4 separate regions of the Mus musculus genome follow, and all the other regions are linked to region 3. A link is a contact called in public Micro-C and promoter capture Hi-C data. All regions are on one chromosome and are shown on one strand. Each heading gives the region's core, a stretch centred on a gene start, on an enhancer-like site or on the middle of the called end of the contact. The rest is flanking DNA. Distances are from core to core; before and after follow the strand shown. Region 1 holds the start of Zbtb14 (zinc finger and BTB domain containing 14). Region 2 has its middle 93 kb from the start of Gm20742. Region 3 holds the start of Lama1 (laminin, alpha 1). Region 4 holds the start of Rab12 (RAB12, member RAS oncogene family).

Evidence for each region. Promoter capture Hi-C pulls out the DNA fragments that hold promoters and counts their contacts. A called contact is a pair of places that touch in the nucleus more often than the background predicts.
Region 1: a contact with region 3 is called in a Micro-C map of embryonic stem cells, with 12 times the contacts expected there. The contact joins the promoter of Zbtb14 here to the promoter of Lama1 in region 3. A contact is called at or near these places in 1 of 39 promoter capture datasets (hippocampal neurons), 1 of 484 Hi-C or Micro-C datasets (embryonic stem cells) and 1 of 115 datasets of contacts at active chromatin or transcription factors (astrocytes).
Region 2: a contact with region 3 is called in a Micro-C map of embryonic stem cells, with 5 times the contacts expected there. The contact joins the enhancer-like site here to the promoter of Lama1 in region 3. A contact is called at or near these places in 1 of 39 promoter capture datasets (liver), 1 of 484 Hi-C or Micro-C datasets (embryonic stem cells), 2 of 115 datasets of contacts at active chromatin or transcription factors (astrocytes and embryonic stem cells) and 1 of 9 other capture datasets (embryonic stem cells).
Region 4: a promoter capture Hi-C map of embryonic stem cells shows a contact between it and region 3, with 8 times the contacts expected there. The contact joins the promoter of Rab12 here to the promoter of Lama1 in region 3. A contact is called at or near these places in 4 of 39 promoter capture datasets (cranial neural crest, embryonic stem cells, hippocampal neurons and 1 more), 1 of 15 datasets of contacts at CTCF or cohesin (embryonic stem cells), 1 of 484 Hi-C or Micro-C datasets (embryonic stem cells), 11 of 115 datasets of contacts at active chromatin or transcription factors (astrocytes, differentiating embryonic stem cells, embryonic forebrain and 6 more) and 2 of 9 other capture datasets (adipose tissue and embryonic stem cells).

What each region holds. Positions count from the first base shown.
Region 1 is chr17:69,382,549-69,385,248 of GRCm38.p6, forward strand. Zbtb14 (zinc finger and BTB domain containing 14) reads left to right here and starts at 1,256. Exons shown (of 3, transcript NM_009547.3): 1 at 1,256-1,677. It overlaps Gm49894 (transcription initiation factor TFIID subunit 4-like), which reads right to left and starts at 1,633. Exons shown (of 3, transcript XM_030250167.1): 1 at 1,552-1,633; 2 at 628-1,463. The coding sequence starts at 1,633.
Region 2 is chr17:66,284,000-66,286,780 of GRCm38.p6, forward strand. No RefSeq gene overlaps it. Among named protein-coding and RNA genes, the nearest start is that of Gm20742, 93 kb to the left of the region's middle. Within about 2 kb of position 1,487, at least 8 of the 459 cell types and tissues checked have an H3K27ac peak or open chromatin away from gene starts, as enhancers often do. A contact at or near this core is called in embryonic stem cells, where this site is marked.
Region 3 is chr17:67,695,871-67,698,570 of GRCm38.p6, forward strand. Lama1 (laminin, alpha 1) reads left to right here and starts at 1,395. Exons shown (of 63, transcript NM_008480.2): 1 at 1,395-1,546. The coding sequence starts at 1,465.
Region 4 is chr17:66,518,312-66,521,011 of GRCm38.p6, forward strand. It overlaps Rab12 (RAB12, member RAS oncogene family), which reads right to left and starts at 1,359. Exons shown (of 6, transcript NM_024448.2): 1 at 1,037-1,359. The coding sequence starts at 1,259. Gm41608 (a long non-coding RNA gene) reads left to right here. Exons shown (of 3, transcript XR_876914.3): 1 at 1-634.

The DNA.
Region 1 (2,700 bases), core at 6-2,505, 1.7 Mb after region 3:
GCTCAGCGCCCGAACCGTGCGCGCCCAGGGGCAGACATGGCCCACGCACATGCACACGCACACGCACGGGAGCGCAGGCTCCCCGCGTTCCCGACGCAGTGCCGAGGCCGGGCGCCGGCGGGAGCCCTGGAGTCGGGAGCTCCAGGAGGGGGCGGGTGCTCGAGAAAGGAGCTCGTGCATTCGCTCCCCTGGCCGGCAGAAGCCCCGCCCCGACCCCGCCCACCCCCTTCTCCCGCGCGCGGGCTCCGCGCGCCCCTTGCCGCGCGCGTGCGCGCGCGTGCGCAGGCCAGGGCTCTCCGCGGGCGGCCCCGTAGACCCAGGGAAAGCAACCACCCGTCAGGTCCCAGATTAACCCTTTCCTCGCTCGCTCACGAGGGAGGCCCCAGCCAGTTCCGTGCCTGCGCAAGCGGCGGCGCGCCTTCTCTCCCCCCCACTACCCCGGAGCCCGCACCGCGCATGCACGGGGAGGGGGGTGGTGGGGGTGTTCGCGGCGGGTTGGCTAGTGTGTGCTCGTGCAGGAGGAGGGCTGCCACCACCAGGGACGTGCACGATTCCCCCCCTACCCCACCCCCTCCCCAAACTCAGAAAAAAAAAAATTAAAAAAAAATCCAAAACACTGCCACCCACCGTGCCCCCGCGTCCATCCCGTCCCTGGCTTGCGCGCTGCCGAGCGAGGGAGCCCACAGCGACAGCGAGCGTCTGTAGCGGTGCCAAGCTGCAGGTAAGCGCGGGCCGGGTGCTGGAAGGGCCGGGGACGGGCGCGGGGACGCGGGGGCAGCCGGCGGCGGGCGCGGCCGGGGCGGCTGCGAGGAGGCGCGTTCCCGCCGAGCTCCGGGGCAGCAGCCAGCTGCAGGATGTGGCGGCGCAGCGCGGTGCGAGCGGGATCGGGGCGTGGGCCGCGGTTGGGCGTGGGGGGCCGGGCGTCCCCGGTGGCTGCGCAGGCCAGCGAGCGGGTGGGGAAGAGGCCAGGCGGCGGCCCCGCGCGCGCGCTCTCTCTCCGCGGCCGAGTTCATGGCCGCCTGGCTCTCCGCGCCGCAGTGCACCGCGGTGGGGGTGGGGACGGCCGAGCCGGGCCCGAGCGCGGCCCGCGGGGCGCCGCCCCTCGCAGCTGTGGTTTCCCCCGGAGCCGACGGGACCCCCCGCGCACGCTCCCCCGCCTGCGTCCGCCGAGCTCCGGGGAGCCGGCCGCGCGCCGCCCCCGCCCTTGGCCGCGGGAGGGCGCGGGAGGACCAGACGCGCAGGCCGCGGAGTGCGCGGGGCGCGAGCTCGGGGCTCGCGGGCGGAGCAGGGCGCGGCGCGGCGCGGGGCTGCGGAACCGGCCGCATGCCCGCTCCCGAGCTCGTCGCGCCGCCGGGGCTGCTGCGGGCCAAGGAAGAGAGCCTCGCGCCCGCGCCGCGACCTGGAGAAGTGGAGGATGGTGGAAGGGAAGGTGGCCCGTCGCTGGCGGGCACAGCTCAGGGGAGCTTTTGTTTAGGAGAGAATGCTGAGGGCTCGCTGCATCCGGCGGCTCATTGGCTGCGAAATGCGAATGTGGGCTCCCCACGCGCGGACTGCGCCCCATGTCTTTCGCGGGGCCCCGGATTCCCCACTCCCAAGTTGTGCGGTCGCAACAGGGAAGTGGTGTGGCCGCCATTGTCGCAGCTGCTCCGGAATAAGGAGGCGGCTGCGGCTGCTTATGTAAGTTTGCTTTGGGAAAGCCTGGCTCTGTGCTCGGTGAGGACGCCTTAACGCTCCCGCGATTTGGGGAGCTGCTAGCAAGGAGCTGCTTTATAGTATTATAGGTGTTGGGCTATGTCTTGTCCTACACCTACTTACACACATACTGGCAATGGTTATCTTCAGGTTTGACTCATTTGAACTTAGCAATGGGAACATCTCTATAGGGGGAAAAAAAAACCGAGCCGATTGCCCTGTGACCTCCTTTGAAAAAGAATTACACACTCACCAGAATCGAGAAGGCGTACGCACGCTGATATGTTGCCATAGCTACCATAGGGCCACTCTTCTCCCAAGTCCATGACCTCAGAAGTGCCACGGAGGGAATTTCTGCAGGGAATGCCTTCCCTTAGGCTGACTGCCGGCCCAGGGTGCATCTAGAACCCAGGAAGGCTGAGGTGAAGACTGGAGGGAGCATCCTTAGAAACTATCTTACCAGCCCTCACTCCGTGCACATGGGAAAGCCTGCTAACTCAGAGCCCTGTGATTCCTATAGTATGAACTTGTTATGGGTTCTCAGGATGTCGACCCTTTGGTGGAATCTCGGACAAAGTCATTGTGTAGGACTGTATTGTAACACGGCCACCTGCTTCTACTGCACTTGTGGGATTGGTGGTCAGTAGAGGAAATTTTTGTTCTTCAAAGCCTGTTGGGCTGCAGGATGTGGAGTTCTTTGGGTGAGAGTTAAGAACGAAAGAAAATTCTTTGAACCTGCATCCGGGGATGGAGGGAGAAAAATGTAAGATTTCTCCATGGCAGTCTTGGAGACAAGTTTGTAATTGTGTAGTAGACAAAGTGGCATGCTTATTTCTCCACTCTTTAGCTGTTGGGTATGTGTGTTCCTGCAGCCGTCCGATATTCAAACATGCATCTAGATGTCTATAGTTCTTAAAGGAAAATGTGCACCCAACAGGAAGTGGTGTGGATAAAGAACATATATGTGCTGATGTTTTCAAGAATATATACCACGGACTACTCCGGGTC
Region 2 (2,781 bases), core at 237-2,736, 1.4 Mb before region 3:
ACCCACTGGCTATTTTAAAGATGTTGATTTTCTTTAGATTACCAATATTTCTATATGCAAACGCCATACACACAGACTTGGAACGGCAAAAGGCCCCAGAGCTAGTGCTGTTTTCCCACTCTATTGCTTCATTGTTTTCTTCTCTAAAATACGAGCCAAGCTTAATGCATCAAAAAAGTCACTTCAAGGAGTCAGTGAGCTGCCTGTGAGAGCATTTTGCAAACACCCAGCACAAAACAGTCACAGCCTCCCCCCACCCCCCGTTACATTTACCGCCCCTCCAAATGTTTATCCGGGAGCGGTGTTACAGAGTTAGGGTCTATGTGCTATTCAGCAAGTATCGGCAAATTGTGGCAACAAAGGATGAATGCACTACTTAAGTTAAATCTAACTCATAGCTATGAGTCATCACACAGACATTGCACATACCTCACTATGCTACATTCTCTACTATCTGCGCAGTCCTTGCCAGGTACAAACACATTATCCTACACCGGGAGCTAGGGATGGGAAAATGCTGTCAGCACAGAAGATTGAATTTTGGAAACAGATGAATGCCCCTGTGCGTGTTTTTAAAATAAAGAGCATGCGTTTTGTGACAGCCTTGCCTCCCTCCCGCACCTCCATGTCCATCACATCAACTCCTGGGCAGCGCTTGCTGTCCTGGAATACTCTAAGTACCAGTGGCTGCGTCAACAGCGAATTTCACCAGTAAATACTTCATATAATCTGAAGGCCTGGGCTCATTCACATAGTCAATGTCTCAGAAGAGTACTGATAAGTTTGATCCAGTGTTCCCTAAAGGCTGTGTGTTCGAAGCCTGGTTCCTGCCCCGTGGCAATGGGAGGAAATGGAGGAGTCTTTAGGAGGTAGGGGCTAGTTGGAAGTCCTCTGGTCTGTCTTCCTAACACACAGGGATGTGCCTTTGAGTGGAGTCCTGGTGCCCTGGGCTGTGTGCTCTCTATGTATCCAAGATATCATAAAGAAAGCTTTGTTGGGCACGGGCATCGGATGCAGTTCCTGGTCACGGGCAGGTGTAGCAATAGCGTCATTATTGAGATTTTTTAAAAGAGAAATAGTCCCAATTTGTATTGGCCTTTAGACACAGCTTCTTGGGAGATTACACATAAAACTTAGACTCTAATGTCAACAAATTATTAGCCCTTTAAAAAATATACTACAGAGGGGGCTTAGAAGACGGATAAAGCACTTGTCAAGGATTCCCAGAACCCGTGTAAGAAACAGGCAGGTACGGCGGGCCCCTAGTAATCTCAGAACTTAAAAGGCAGAGACAAGGGGTGCTTTGGGAAGCTCTTTAACTACAGTGATCTGGTTGGTGAGCTCTAGGTTCAGTGAGAGACTTTATCTCAATAAATAAAGTGATCACAGAGGTCACCGGACACCAAGGTCAGGCCTCACACACAGTCGCTCTGGTGGTTTGAATAAGAAATGTCTCCCATCAACTTGTGCATTTGAACGCTTAGTCGCCAGACGGTGGTGGTGTTTCGGGATGATTGGAGGTGTGGCTTTGTTGGAGGAGATGCATCACTGTAGGGGGATTGGAGACTTTAAAGACTATTTCCTGGTCCGTGGTGCAGTTAGAAGGTCCGACCCACTCCAGCCGCCATGCCTGTGTTCTGCCATCATGGACTCCTTATCTCTACAGAACCATAAGCCGAAATACACTCTCTTCTATAAATTGCCTTGGTCGTGGTGTTTTAACTAATACACGTGCACACGCTAAACACACACAATAAAATAAATAAATCACCAGCTCCTGAGCCTGAAGCAGGATAGAAAGATGGAGAAAATTATGGGGACATGAGCAGAGAATGAACCCTTCACCCAGGAGTCTCTTACTAGCAGACAACCAATGACTGCTTGTAGGCTTTCTCCTCTATCAGTTATAGATGTATAACTTTCCATGAATCTTGTCAGAAACCTCACAGGCCAAGAGAAGGACACTGACAGTGCTCTCGACTAGAGTTTGGATAGACTTCCCGGTAAGGGCTCCGGCACCCACAGTGCACACCACAGACACCAGCCTTCCATTCAAAGGTGTTGGGGCCACCCTTACTTCTAACCACCTGGACTTGGGTACAGGGGTTCCCACAACCCATTGAGGTGCAACAACTCACTAGCACCGTGAACAGAACTCCGAGAAGAGCTGTGTCATTTTGGAACTTTGTTTTTACTACAGGAAAAAAAGAGATATAAATCACAACCAGCCGAGAGAAGGCTGAGGAGGAGAACTCTAAATGCAAAGTTTCCAGGGCTTTCTTTCAGTGGAATCAGGATGCATCCTGGGATATCAGTGTGGAATAATATGTAGAGTTCTGTCACTTATTGAAAAGCACTGAAGCAGATGCCCAGAGTTTGTTAAACCAAATCTTAGCTTCCCTTCCCTACCCTGAGGTTGGAGCAGGTGTCTCCTGACTCAAAGCTCCAACTCTAATCACAAGGTTGGTGTTTCTGTGAAACCTTCTCCCACTGGGAGTCATCGCTTAGTGTAAACTGCAGAGAAGCCCCGCCATGAGTCACCTCAGCAGCATGACCAATGTCATTTGTCACCGTTGAGTGACAAAGATATTCTTGGTGCCCGGGAAAGGCCAACGGGTCCAGGATATCTTCCCGAAACCTGGTGAAAGTCAGCAATATTCGTTTAAAAAAATATTTATTATTTTTATGTGTGTATGTGAGTATTGGCCTGCATGTATGTACATGTAGCATGTATATGCCTGGTGTCTGAGGAGGTCAATAGAGGGTTTTGAATCCCCTAAA
Region 3 (2,700 bases), core at 145-2,644:
GAATGAATGTTCTTTACGATGCCCTATGCATGTATCTAATATATAAGCAAGGCAGTTATTTAGATGCAAAAACATTTGTGATGTTCTAAATGTTTAACGCTTGAGTAATTATTTTTAGATGCTTACTTTACCCCTCATCACTCACTTGCCATCTAGGTATTCATTTTAATATTTAAGTAGTTAAGAACATCTGACTTTAACCTTTAGTGATGTGTTGAGTGGCATTACTGAGCCACAGTGGATTTTTCCCCGTGTGTGTGATAATTTCGCCTGTGCTAACTACCCACCACATGCATACTCAGTGCACGCAGAGGTCAAGAGAGGGTGTTGTATCCTTGGAACTAGAGTTACAGAAGCTTGTGAGCCTGAATTGAGCCCTGATCTCTGCAAGAACAGCACGTGCTCTAAGCCCCTAAACCCTCTCTGCAGCCCCCCCCCCCCGTACCTGTTTAAAGGGCCAAACGGTACAGGTTTGTTTTGTACTTCCTGTTAACAAATAATAGCCAACTATTCTCATTAGAATTTACTCATTACGTGGTTAAGGACCTGTGCTTAGAGAAACCGGGAATTGGTAGAGTTTTCAAAGTGATTTAGACAAACTGAACAAAAATGACCTCCTCCTATGAAAGAGAAAACGGCACAGGGCATCGTGGGAAACGTCATGGTGTCTGTGCATAGTGTGGAAATGCGTTATGAATACGTTTGCGAGGAAACTAAACTAAAACTTTCTCAGGTTTAAAACGAGTTTTTCCAAAATGAGCGTTGAGACTTGGAGACTACCCTTATACTTAAGTCCCAGCAACCGTCTGAGCTTTCCCTAGGCAAAAAAGCTACCCATTTTCTGAAGGGGGCTGGCAAACAAACAAAATGAAAACACAGCCACCCAAACCAAAACCACTGAGAGTGTCCTGTGCAGGAACAGACAGGATATAGGGTCCCGCAAGAATGGACTGTGACCTGACTATATTTCTACAGCTGGGGATTGGCCAAGACTGCACAGTTCCAACAGGCAGAAAAGGGTCAACAGGGCAAATACTTTCTTGGAATCCACCCTCCAGGGCCAGGCTTAACAGAAACCTGCTTCTCCCCGGCCCCTGTCTCTCCACCTTCCTCCCTATTGGACCCTGAATGCTCACCCCAACTGGAGTGGAGGGTCAGAGTACCACCCAGGAGAGGCACCCCGCCACCACCACCAGGGGCAGAACAGATCCCCTTGGGAAGAGACCCCTAGGAAGGACTCCGCACGGCGGGGCTCCCCCTGGAGGACAGACCTGGGCGCAGCGGGGCGCCTTTGGGGGAGGTCCTGGGTAGGACAGGGGCGGGGCGCGGCCAGGCAGGCGGGGGTGTGTCCGAAGGGCCTGCGCACCAGGCCAGGGTCGAGCTGGGAAGAGCACACTCGCGCAGTGCCTGTGAGCGAGCACGGGCGAGACCTTCCCCAGGAGCGCAGGGAGCGGCGGCGACAACATGCGCGGCAGCGGCACGGGAGCCGCGCTCCTGGTGCTCCTGGCCTCGGTGCTCTGGGTCACCGTGCGGAGCCAGCAGAGAGGTGAGCTCCGCGGCGGGAACACCGCTGACCCTCCGACTGGCGAGCGGGAGCGTGCGGGCGCAGGGGACAAAGCGCGGCGCTCGGGGCTGTGGATGGGCGCACGCACCCTGGCGCAGCGCGGACCTGCTGCGGGCCGCACGGGGCTGCAGGGACTCCAGCGGAAGCCGCCTCCCTGAGGACGCTGGCTGCTCCCTGGAGCTCTAGGCTCTGGTTTCCTCTGACTCTAGGGGTCACCTGCTTTCTAGCTTAGTGGGACCTTGAGATCCAGGAGTACAGTGGGTGGCGAGAGTGGCGTGTCCGGCACGTGAGAAGGGACACTGACTCCGTACCCAACGCCTGAGTGGCTGCGGACTGGCCGGAGACCGCCGGGTTGGTTGATTGTATGCAGCGCTCCCGCAATGAATGGGAACGGAGTTCTCTGGCATTCACTTCATTGTCCTGTGTTGCAGAGAGAGACCATGGAAGGAGAAAGGCCGGCTCCTCTGGGGCACTAGCATCCAGGGTGGTCTAGCGGGAAAAGACTGATGGAGAAGGGGTTCCAAGGTCAGCTGTCCTGGGCAACTGGGACCCGCATATGGCGTCCAGGACACAAATGTGTTCTCTAAAGTGTGCTCTTTGTGTACTCTGTAAAGTGAGCAAATAGACTCCCCACGCGTGTTTAAATTATGTGCACTATAAATTATGGCGTAAGGGGCTAGAAAGGTCGGACAGTGAGTGTGTCGGCTCTCCTTGGAATCAGTAGCTTTCTTTACAAGGTTGAGAACAGAAGCCAACCCAAAGTGAATTTTCAGTGGGCACTGGAGATGGGAGGTGGAGGGACAGAGAATATACCATGCCACCCAGAGTTATCTGCAAGCCCCTGCTAGGTGGTCACAAATGTTTGTCGAAAACGTCTCAATGTATGCAACAAGTGACATTGAGTGTGTTCCCACAGATTGCTCTCCAGGAGCACAGGTTAAAAGTAGGAGGCCGAACTCGAAATGCCCTCGTGGGAAAAATGTGTGTTTGGGCATTGTGCAGAGCCGTGAGCTGTGCAGGCTATGAGCATCCCATTCATTCATGCATTCATGATGAAAGCGCTGGACCGAGCTGGAAACGCAGCTTTGAATAGCCCGGCGGCTGCTCAGCTCAGGAGCGGGGGCTGGGAGAGGGGA
Region 4 (2,700 bases), core at 109-2,608, 1.2 Mb before region 3:
GTTTGTTTTGAGACAGGGTCTCTCTGCATAGCCCTGGCTGTCCTGGAACTCACTGTGTAGACAGACCAGGCTGGCCTCGAAATCAGAGATCCACCTTCCTCTCCTTGGGGCTAGGATTCAGGGAGAACGCTAGATTTTTTGTCACTCTGTCCAGTCCCTCCTGCTCACCCCCTTTTTCTATAAGCCACCCCAAATGAGAGTTTTCCAGGTAGCTTTTCCATGGTCACAACTGTTTCCCATAACCCCAACAAACCTCTATGTCAAGCCCTGTCAATCCAGTGTCACTAAAAACATTCCCTTGCAGTTTCAAACCCAGATCCCGAGGAAGGTAACAGGAGCGTTACCTATGGATTTCCCGGTAATTCACCGACCTCGGGTGGGTGCCGGGAAATCGCCCTTACTTTGCCCGCCTATCCACCCGGTTATTTGAGGTCAAGGATAAACACAGCTGAAATCCCTTTGCCCTACATTTGTGCACAGAACAAGAAAGAAACCCGAGTGTAGCTTTAGCGCGAACTGTCTCTGCAACAAACTTCTTTTCTGTAAACCACGAAAATAGACAGAAAATGAGAAAGCAAACCTTGGTCCATCCCTCCAGCCTGCAAAGCTGCGAGGTCCGGACCCATTTAAGATGGTGAGTAACCCCGGGGCACTGCACTGGTGGGTGGCCTTCAGCTCTACTTTCGGTTCACAAAGCCGTTTTCCTGGGTGAGCAGGAGTAACGGACCGGGAGTTTCCGCGGATGCATCACCCGGACCTCATGACTGGTGAAGGCTCCGGGAGGGAATGTTTGGGCTTCGGGGGTCCGACACCCGCGGAAAGGCCACGGAAAAGCTCGGTCTGGCCACAAGAGAGGGTCGGGCTTCCACGGAGACCTGGGCTGTGCGCGGCTCGGATGCCAGATGTGCCCACGGCGGGTATGCCCGGGCATCCGTAGGATGATTCGTTGAGGCCCTGGGAGAGGGTCAGAGCTTCCATGGGGACAGGGACCGGGCCCCGACCTCCCCCAGGCCCACCCGCCACAGGCCCGGCGTACCCACGGTGGACTTGCAGGCCTCGCAGAACGTGTCGTCGGTGAAGCGCTCCATCAGGCTGGTCTTGCCCACGCCGCGGGAGCCGATGATGATGACCTGCAGCTTGAAGTCGGCCGGCCTGGGGGGCTGCTTCCTCCGGCGGGCCTGGCCGCCCGACAGCGCCGGGGAGACCGCGCCCAGGCTGCCGCCCGCGGGCCGCCGGTGCAGCGCGGCGCTGGGATCCATGCACGCATACGGCTCGCGCTCGGGCCGCCGTCCGCGCGCCCCGGGCCCCCGCGCACCCTCCACCCGCTCCGCGCTACCGCCGCCGCCGCCGCCGCCGGGAGTAGAGGAAGGGAAGCAGCTTCTCCGCAGCAGCGGTAGCAGCATCCCGGACCGGGAGGGGCAGGAAGCGCAGGCGCGGCGCCACGCGGGACTGGAGCCCGCCCCCTGTCGGTCGGAGGACCGAGCCGTGCGCTCCGCTCCGTGGGGTGTATGTTATGTGTGGGTCGCTCTCCGTCACCCCTGTTCCCTCGGCCCTCCCCACTCGGCGCACTTTCACTCGTGGTTTATCCTCATCGTGCACCGTTCCCAAGAACCACACACTTCTTTTTAGCAGCCCGTCCCAAACGTGTCTCAAAGTGCATATAGCCTGTGATCATCTTCCAGAATTTAGGGTGTTTGGGTGCTGGGGGTCTCGGTCTGGCCCACGCGGGGTTAGGGTGTGAACGCCACTTTGGAGGAAGCCCACGTACCCTGGCAGGGCCGCACCTCTGCGTGCACTTTTCCTGTGGGGCCCCGAGGAATCAGCTATCTTAAATGGATCTTAAAAGTCTTCCTCAGACTTACAGTTCGTAAAATTCAGTGAGTGACATGCACCTTAGGGGAAGCCAGCAGGTAAAAACTCAGATGACAAGCGACCTAAACTCCGAAGGTTTAGGTACTGACTTGGGTGTGTTATTTTGCCATTTCTACTTGAAAGTATTTACGGCTACAGAAGCTTGCCAGGGATTTATTTAGCAAATTCCTTTGCGTGAACTTGAGCACCTCGGAACACAGGGTTCTAAACATGATAGGAGCTGGCATGCTTGCGAAGAATGATCACATTACTCACCAAATTTCAGCCGTATTTAGAGCTAAGTTTACTAATACATAGCGCATGCGTTTGTTTTGCCATGGATGCACAGTTGAAGAAATCACATTATTTTGCAAAAGTAATCCCAATTGGATTTTTAAAAATGTTATAGCCTATTCTAAATTATCGTTCTTTTTTTCTTGGCGGTACTGGGGATGGAACCTAGAGGCTCACATGGGAATGAATGAAAAGACTCTTTTCATCTATCACTGTTGCAAAAACGTCAATACAAAAGAACAACAAAACAATAAGCCATACACCCTGTTGCAGACTCCAAAGGATGATATAAATGCAAGGTATTCAACTGTTCCTAGTAGGCAGGTGACTCTGCATAACTTGTAAGGTTAAAGACCCTGGCATCCAAAATAGTATCTCTTCCCCCATAGGCAGGTCTATAATGTACCAGAATAGTGGATGTCTTAAATGGGGGAGTTTGGAAAGAAATCCACAGGACTCGGGTTCCATGCTTGTTTGCGTCTTTAAGCCAATTATCAAGGTTACTCCAGGATGCTTCAGCACTTTGGCACATACCAGAAAGCCAGTATTACAGGG